3 separate regions of the Gossypium hirsutum genome follow, and all the other regions are linked to region 3. The links are chromatin contacts, called in public Hi-C maps. All regions are on one chromosome and are shown on one strand. Each heading gives the region's core, a stretch centred on a gene start, on an enhancer-like site or on the middle of the called end of the contact. The rest is flanking DNA. Distances are from core to core; before and after follow the strand shown.

What was found. Hi-C and Micro-C count contacts between places; a contact is called where the count stands out from the background.
Region 1: a Hi-C map of leaf shows a contact between it and region 3, with 2.0 times the contacts expected there. The contact joins the promoter of LOC121213667 here to the enhancer-like site in region 3. A contact is called at or near these places in 11 of 34 Hi-C or Micro-C datasets (anther, callus, hypocotyl and 2 more).
Region 2: a contact with region 3 is called in a Hi-C map of leaf, with 4 times the contacts expected there. The contact joins the promoter of LOC107948905 here to the enhancer-like site in region 3. A contact is called at or near these places in 4 of 34 Hi-C or Micro-C datasets (hypocotyl and leaf).

The regions. Positions count from the first base shown.
Region 1 is chrD01:46,385,737-46,388,436 of Gossypium_hirsutum_v2.1, forward strand. LOC121213667 reads right to left here and starts at 1,302. Exons shown (of 10, transcript XM_041086549.1): 1 at 507-1,302; 2 at 279-416. The coding sequence starts at 953.
Region 2 is chrD01:46,314,042-46,316,829 of Gossypium_hirsutum_v2.1, forward strand. LOC107948905 reads right to left here and starts at 1,459. Exons shown (of 9, transcript XM_041086547.1): 1 at 1,096-1,459; 2 at 1-62. The coding sequence starts at 1,335. It also overlaps the pseudogene LOC121213589.
Region 3 is chrD01:46,543,262-46,546,103 of Gossypium_hirsutum_v2.1, forward strand. No RefSeq gene overlaps it. Among protein-coding and RNA genes, the nearest start is that of LOC107944529, 35 kb to the right of the region's middle. Within about 2 kb of position 1,505, at least 1 of the 9 cell types and tissues checked has an H3K27ac peak or open chromatin away from gene starts, as enhancers often do. A contact at or near this core is called in leaf, where this site is marked.

The DNA of each region.
Region 1 (2,700 bases), core at 52-2,551, 160 kb before region 3:
CAATTATTTATGATTACTCAAATAAAACTAAAAATTCCAATCACATTCCTGGCAAAACCATGGATGATAGCCCGTTAATCTGGTCAAACCACAAATCGAGCTTTGGCAAAAAGTTCTCAATTTGAACACTCAATCATGCAAGAAATTAATGCGTTAAAACCTCCTCCATTCCTCCAATCTAGCTAACATAATCAACAAATTCAAATTGTGATCAAATAAAATAATAATAATAAACCCAGAGCGCGCACACACACACACAAAGAAAAAAAAACACTCACATCAGCAAGCTTGGCAACGGTACTCTCCCTGAAAAGCTTCAACCAAGGAAACTGCCCCGCTACCACTAGCTGAAATACCTTACCATAGTAATCCGCAAACTTCTGCATTTGAATTTCTTGCTGTTCGCCATTCCATTCCTAATTCCCCAGACAAATTAAAAATATTTATATAATGAATCCAGTTATCCAAGCAAAAGACAATCAAATTTATCATCTTGGTACACTTACAGCGAAATAAGCAGAGAGATCAGTGGGATCGATCTTCGCAGCGGCTTCTACAACCGTAACCTTAGGCTTCTTCGGCTTCTTTTGCTTCGCCTTCTTCTCCTCATCTGCTGGCTTCCCGTTAGGTTTAAGGCCATCCAGATCACTGCCATCGTCATCGTCGGAATCATCGATGACCGATCTTTTAGGCTTATGCTTGGCATCGGCATCAATGGCAGCAGCAGCGTAAGCTCTTTGAGCTTCAACAATCCGACGACGGCGATCATCGGACTGTTGCTCGAGGGAATGGAAAACGCTGGCGGAGCCATTAGTTAGGGTTCCGTTAGGACGGGGGAGGTTGGGATCGGCGTTGGGCTTGGTCTTGCGTTGACGTTTGGGATAAGAGACCTTTTGCCAGCCGTGGTCAACGTGGTTGGCATTGGTGGTTTCGTGAAGATCGACGGACTCCATTGTTGGGAAAATTTGGAGAGAAATGAAAGAAGGAAAATTGGAGAGGAAAATAGTGAGAAAAGGAAATATAAATAAGGAAAGAAAAGGAGAAAAGGGAATGGATAATAAGGAATTAAGCAACGCAAAACGCGTAAATACTTTTGCTCAGATTAGGGATGCATTGCGGACGGAGGAGACGAGACAAACGATTCAGAAAAACGGACATTAATTATTATTTATATTATCCTTTGCTAAATATTTTTCTTCCCATTCTATTATCTGCTAATTTGGAAATCAATTTTCTTTTTCTTTTCCTGCGATACATAGTTTTCTTTCGTGCGATATAGGGATGATAGCGTGTAACAATTAAAATATATTATATTTCTTTGATAAAGTATATATTATTTGATAGGTTGTTTTCTAATGGCAAGCATTTTTTATTTCCCGGCTATGAGAAGTTTTTCCATAAAATGGATATGGAGAGGGTGCTGGTTTCCGTGGACTTTTAATAATCATCTACTGTTGTTACATTGAATGAAATTGAGAGAAGATTTGAAGAGGGTACCTTTAATATTTGTGAATTTTTTGGTACAGGTTCATGATGTGCCCCCGGGTTTCTTTTATGATGCTATGGCCAGACAATTGGGTGATTTTCTTGGAAAGGGTTGTGAAGTTACTTATATATAAAGGTTCAATTGGATGTTAGACGCCTTTTAAAGAGAAAGAAGAAAGTGATGTTCGCGTCTGGTAGCTGTTTTTATGTCTCTTTTAAATACGAGAGATTGACTCTATTTTGTTTCTTTTGTGGAAAGTTAGGGCATAACGGCTCGTTCTATCAAGCAAAAATGTCATTGAGGGTTGAGGTTGCAGAGTTCAGTTGGGATATGTCGTTGAAAGCTCAGTCTAGGAAAGCTCTTGCCATAAGTAATGTTTGGTTACGTGATGAGGACGAAAGAATAAAAGGGGGTAGTCGGTTTGGTAATAATGTTTCTAGTTGGAGTAAGGGGGAATGAGAGGAAGGGGAGAAGTTGGCTCTCATATTGATCCTATATTGGGAGTGAACTTGGAAGGAGATATCAATTTATCTTTAAGCCTTGATAGGGAGTCAGTGAAAATTCAGGATTAAGTGGATATGAAGCATGATTCAGAAGATTGTGTTATAGAGGGTGGGGATGGAAAAAAGAGGCCTAGAAGGGAGGGTATAAGTTCGAGTGGAGATAAGGAGTTGGGTACTTTGGTTGTTCGGGAAAGGAGGGTGGTAGGACAAAATCACTTTTTATTGGCAGCTGCTAAGGGGCAAGTTGACCGGTCGCAATGAAAATCATAAGTTGGAACGTCCGTGGATTGGGGAGTCCACGGGCTGTAAGAAGACTTCGGTACATGCTGAAGGTGTATAATCCCCAAGTGGTTTTCTTTGTAGAGGCAAAGTTAAGTAAGGATCAGATTGAAAGAGTGAGAAGAAGATGTGGTTTTTTTAATGGTATAGATGTTGCTGCAGATGGGTCAAGAGGAGGGTTGTGTTTGGCATGGAAAGGGGACACTACAATTAAGCTTCGAAGTTTTTCTAGGAATCATGTTGATGCTAAGGTTATAGACAATGAGATAGGTAAACAGTGGAGGTTCACGGGTTTTTATGATAATCCTTATGCCCGTAAAAGATATGTCTCTTGGAATGTGGTACGAGGCTTAAGGCGTCAACAAGATCTTCCATGGTTGGTATGTGGTGATTTCAATGAAATATTATATGCTTGTGAGAAAGTAGGAGGGG
Region 2 (2,788 bases), core at 209-2,708, 230 kb before region 3:
ACAAATAAAGCCACGTAGTTGTCACCTAAAGTGGAGGAGCTACTGCTTGTCCCTTCACCAACCTGGAATTAGCATAACAAGCTGCATTATTATGTACCTAAAATTAATAAACATTTCTTATCTTAAGAAATCTAAATAAGAAATAAAAAAGAAAGAGGAGTTGGGAAAAAGGAGAGGGAGAAGTTAGAATAAAAGTTTAATTTTAATTGCAAGTACATTCCAAAAACTTATGGGAAAAATAAAAAGGAAAGAGTTGCAAATTCAAAGACTAAAAGTAACCATCTAAAGTTTTTCAGGGTCCTTAAAAGCTTCAATTTAAACATAAGGCTAAGAAAAAGAAGACATGAAGCAAGAGTCTAAAGGCAAAGCTCAAGAGGTCAGCAATCAAAGTCTCTCCTAACAGCTACCGTTTAAATTGTATGAATCCAACAATGAGATGATAACATTCAATCTGTTCTGCAGGGGAGCATAAGCCAGCTCCTTATGTCACCTTTCAAATGTCTAATTATCTCATTCCAATTCAAATAAATAACCTTATGTCACCTATGTGTAACATTTCATCAAGCTCAATTATCGTTCTTTAACATCGCTCAAAATCTAGAACACTTAGACAACCATTATTTGACTTCCATTCTTAAGATTAATTTCGCCAAAGCTCCATAAAACCCATCTTCAGTGAAAACTCTATGCTACACTAATGATATGGTCTTAACAGGCACAGAGGCCCAAATATGATCTGTATAGCCGACCACCATGGCCAAAAAACAAAAGAATTACTACGTTCTATCTGAAAAAGTAAAGTTCCCAATTTTTTATCCAAAATCAAAACTTTATTCCTTCAAATATAGAGTAAACCCCAAAACAGTTTTCCAGTGAAAATGATAGTATTAACAAGTTTTAAAGGCACTTCATTTGACCAATAAGTTACATTCTGAAACCATACAGTTTCTAGTTTCTAAATTAGAAACATCTTTCATCCCATTAAACAAATAAAAAACTATATAAAAAGAAAAGAAAAACAAACAGAACAAGCTCTCGAAGTCAAATTTTGAGGACACAGATGGGAAAGCAAGAAGCTTAGACTTGGGAACTTACAGAAACAGCAGCAGATTCCTGTGGGTTGGCATCAATGGAACCACCATCATCACTAACTTTCCTAAGGACTGTGCGGAGGGAGCACGACTTGGGTTGGAGGAAACCGTTCCAAAGATGATTGAGATGGAACTTTGTAGAAAAGGTAGAGTATTTTCTCCTGGGTTTGGTGGTTGTAAACACATGCCGGGGATTGAGCAGCTTAATGTTAAAGTAAGGTGAGAGAGTAGCAGAGGCAATCATTTTTGGCCTAAAACAGTGAGATTGGAAGCAGGGTTTTGCGGGTGTGTTAGGTTTTATATTGTTATTCTCCCTGTAGAAGTGGCACTTCCCTTAGCCTTTCCTCACTGCCCGGATAATGGAATGTACTAGATTTTTGCCACCGAATATTTAAGCTTTCCTTTTTTTTTTTACTTAATTGATGAATAAGCCCTCAAGCTATACTTTTTTGAATTAGTTGCCTAAAATTTCTTTTCAACCTTTTACCCTCCGTTAAAAAAAAAAAAAAACTTTCAACTCGTGGACCATTTTTAATTATATAAAATATTAAAAATTAAAAATTTATATTAAATAAAAATAAAAAAAATTATTATTTAATATTATATTTTTCACTTCTCCTCCGTCCCCCTTCATCTTCATCTTCATCTTCATCTTCATCTTCACCTTCATCCTTCCTAATTCTTTCATTCCATATTATAAGCAAGATATATATAATTTCATTTGATGCTTTCTTTTATAACAATAAGTCATTTATTTTTATTAGAGAAATATATTTTTTAAGGGTAAATTACACCAACAGTCACTCAACTTTGGGGTAGCTGACAAAACAGTCACCTTAGTTTCATTTCAGTCACTCAACTTTGGAAAAATGACAAAGCAGTCCTTTTTGTCGTTTTCCGTCACAGATGTCACGGCAAAGTGACATGGCAGATGACGGAGTGCTTGGTGTCAAAAAACCCTTCAGCTGGTCAGTTACCACAAATTTAACAGCCCTATCAGCACCAATTTAGGGTTTAAGAAGAAAAACAAGAAGAAGAGGAGAAGGAGAAGAGAAAAAATGGAGATGCCTCCAATTTTCAAATCAACGACAACCATCACCGTCGCCAATAGCTTCCCCTATGTGAGTTTTGAAACTGATATCCACCCAGTCCGACCCTTTCCTCGCTAAAGAAATCTTCGATGTCACCACCACCCAACCCAGTTTTCGTCACTCTTACTCTTCCTTCCTCGTCCTCATCCTCAAACTCGGTTGTTCGAAGAACTTCTCTCTTATCGACGACCTTCTCGCTCGTCTAAAATCTGATCAATATCGAGTAACCCCAACTCTCTTTTCTTACCTTATCAAAATCTACGTCGAAGCTGATTTACTCGAGAAAGCTCTCAATGTGTTCTACAAAATGCTTGAATTCAACGTTAAGCCTTTACCCAGACACTTAAATCATATCCTCGAGCTTATTATTTCTCATTGTAACTTCATCATGCCTACTTTCGACCTTTTCAAGACTACCCATAAATACGGTGTTTTCCCCAATACCAAATCTTACAACATTTTGATGGGTGCGTTTTGTTTGAACGGAGATTTAAGCATTGCCTACAAAATATTCAACAAAATGTTTGAGAGAGACGTTATGCCTGATGCTGAGTCTTATAGGATATTAATGCAAGGTCTATGTAGGAAGAGTCAAGTGAATAGAGC
Region 3 (2,842 bases), core at 255-2,754:
CTTTTCATGAGGGAAGATGTAATGATATAAAAAAGAACAGAAATAAATGAAAATAATGAAGTAAGAGAATGAATCACATTCACAAATGAATGTATTTTCTCGCTAAGTACATGGCAGTCTATAACATTCTCGATTAAAACAATTAATAGTTGAAGTGACAAGTAAAAATTGATCGGATAAATCTATTTAATAGATTGATTTGATTTCTATTTGGAATAAATATAAAATCAATTAAATGGATTTCCTCTACTTTTTTTAATCCAACCCATCAATTGTTGACTCAAAAATTAAAGACTCCAAATCACACGGATCTTTTTGTCGAAATGTTGTAAATTCAACCTATTTTGATAAATAATTTTGGTGTCGATTCAATTTATTAAATAATTTTCCTTCTTGATATATTTTAAGAAAAACGAGTATTGATGCTAGAAAAAAATCTATAAAAAAACGATTTATCATTTATCTGTATGAAACTAGAATTTCGCAGATTTTAATCTTCGTCACCTTTTGCAATATTCTGATTTTTATGCATTGCGTTGTTGAGTTTTCAAATTAAGTTTTCACCTAACGAGCTTGACTGAATTTTATGTCTAGCTATTTATTGACTTGTTAATTGAGTTGTTTATTTTTGTTAGAGTAAACTTCTCTTAAAATCACACAACTAAATTTAAATTTTACTCACTTAACTTTAAAAATTTTAAAAATGTTCATTAAACTATTCGAAAGTTTTCATTTAAGTAATTGAATTATTTTAGGGTTTTTATTTAAGTCACAAAATTGCTAACTTTTTTGTTTATATAAAAAAAATATTAGCTAGCGAGCTCCAAGCAATAATTTGACGATCGGTACGGTGAATTAATACACATTGATGAGTAGAACACACTTTAGATCCAAGTCGATCTGATAGTCAGGAGCAAAGCCAAAAAAAAAATTAGGGGGTCGGAATTAAATTATATATTTTTACGATAGTAAAACTATAATTTCACTATTTCAATAGTATACATTTTTATATTTTTTAAAGGATTAAATTAAATTTTTATTTTTTTTTAGTGTCAAATTGCAATTTTATTACCCCTGTCAGGCCCCTAGCTCCACCCCTGCTAACGTTAGTGTTAGATATAAGAGAAGAAAACTATTTCATGAAAAAAATTTAAATTTTAAAAGAGATTAATGCTGCAGGTGCGACGGCCAGAGAAAACTATACAACAATTATTTTAACAACTCCGTGACTTAAATAAAAACTTTTAAATAATTTAATAATTATTTTGTAACGTTTTAAAGTTAAAAGACTAAAATATAAACTTATTAATGATTTAGTGGTGTTAGACGTAGTGTAATTTATTGTTAATCAATTAATCAAGCATAAGTTGGAGCCAAATTGAATTTGAATTAAACAGTATGATTGAATATTTCAAAATATTTCCATTTTTTGACGTTGCAGTTTGCCGGCTGGCTGGCCTGCTGCCTGCACTGAACATGTAAAAGCTGAAGCTGAATCAGAGTCAGAATAAGAATCTGGATGGCACAGGCGGAAGCACGGACCCTGGCGTGGTTTGCATGTTACCAGTGGAGGCCCATAATCTTGTCTGGGCCCTAAAATTTTGTGTTTAGACCAGCCTTGGCCTACCTCCATTCCATTGCTTACATATCATATCACCCCACCCCAATTCAATTTCAATATTCCCTTTTTCACCTTCATAATCATGTCATAAATGCACCTATTCTCATATATTACATTATTCATCACAAAATTCTCTAGTGTAAAAATAATATTTTTTTTGTAATTTTTTATATTTATTAATATTTAATGATTTAATGATTGTATTTATTGACATAATTGTGTTTGTCGTATGTATAAATTTTAGAACTTATCTCATATATCTATTATAGCGATCTAAAGTATCATATATATATATATATATATTGAATGGCTGATTTTTTTACGTAAAATAAATAAATTTTAATTTATGCTAATTTTGACATACAAAATCTATATAAATGGAATATAAAATATGACAAATAGATCATTAAAAAATTAATTATACAAAAGTTATAAAGGTGTGTAAATGTGTGTATAAAACATGACTTTAAATTTACACCAGTGTAAGTAAATATTTCCCTTTTATTTATTTAGCTTCGATAAAAAATAAAAATGTTTAGAGATTAAATTCATAATTTAATGTGAATTATATGTGTTGAGTATGACTCCTATTTTAGTCAATTTTGAGAAATAATCTTTCAGTTAAACTATGTTTATTTGTTTCAATTAAACTTTGATTAGTCTAGATTATTTTATTATTATTTGACAAATGAATTTAGCCTATAAATAGGCTCTTTTACAACCTTAGAAAATACACCAACTAGAGATTAGAACTCATAACACATTTAGAGAATTTTGTGTTTACGTTTTGAGGGTTCTTTGCTTTCGAGTTTTCGGGGTTTAGTTTTTATCTCCATCTTTTGTACTCTTCGTTCTTTTGCCATTATAATAAAATTATCTTTGCCCGTGGTTTTTTTATATTCTTCGGAGGGTTTTTCTACATTAAATTTGTGTATCCAATTTCTCAATTTATTCGGATATTTTTTTTACTTGTTGCTTAATCGGGTCGATCCCAACAAGTGGTATCAGAGCTAGTTTAGTTTTCATAGATTAACCCATTCAAAGATGGCAGCAACAAGGTTTGAAATTGAAAAGTTCGATAGTGAGACAAATTTCAATCTGTGGCAAGTTCAGATGATGGCAATTCTAGTTCAAACCGACTTGAAAAAGGTTGTTACAGGGAAAAAGCCTAAAAATCTAAATCAAACAGAATGGGAAGAGCTTGATGAAAAGGCCTTATCT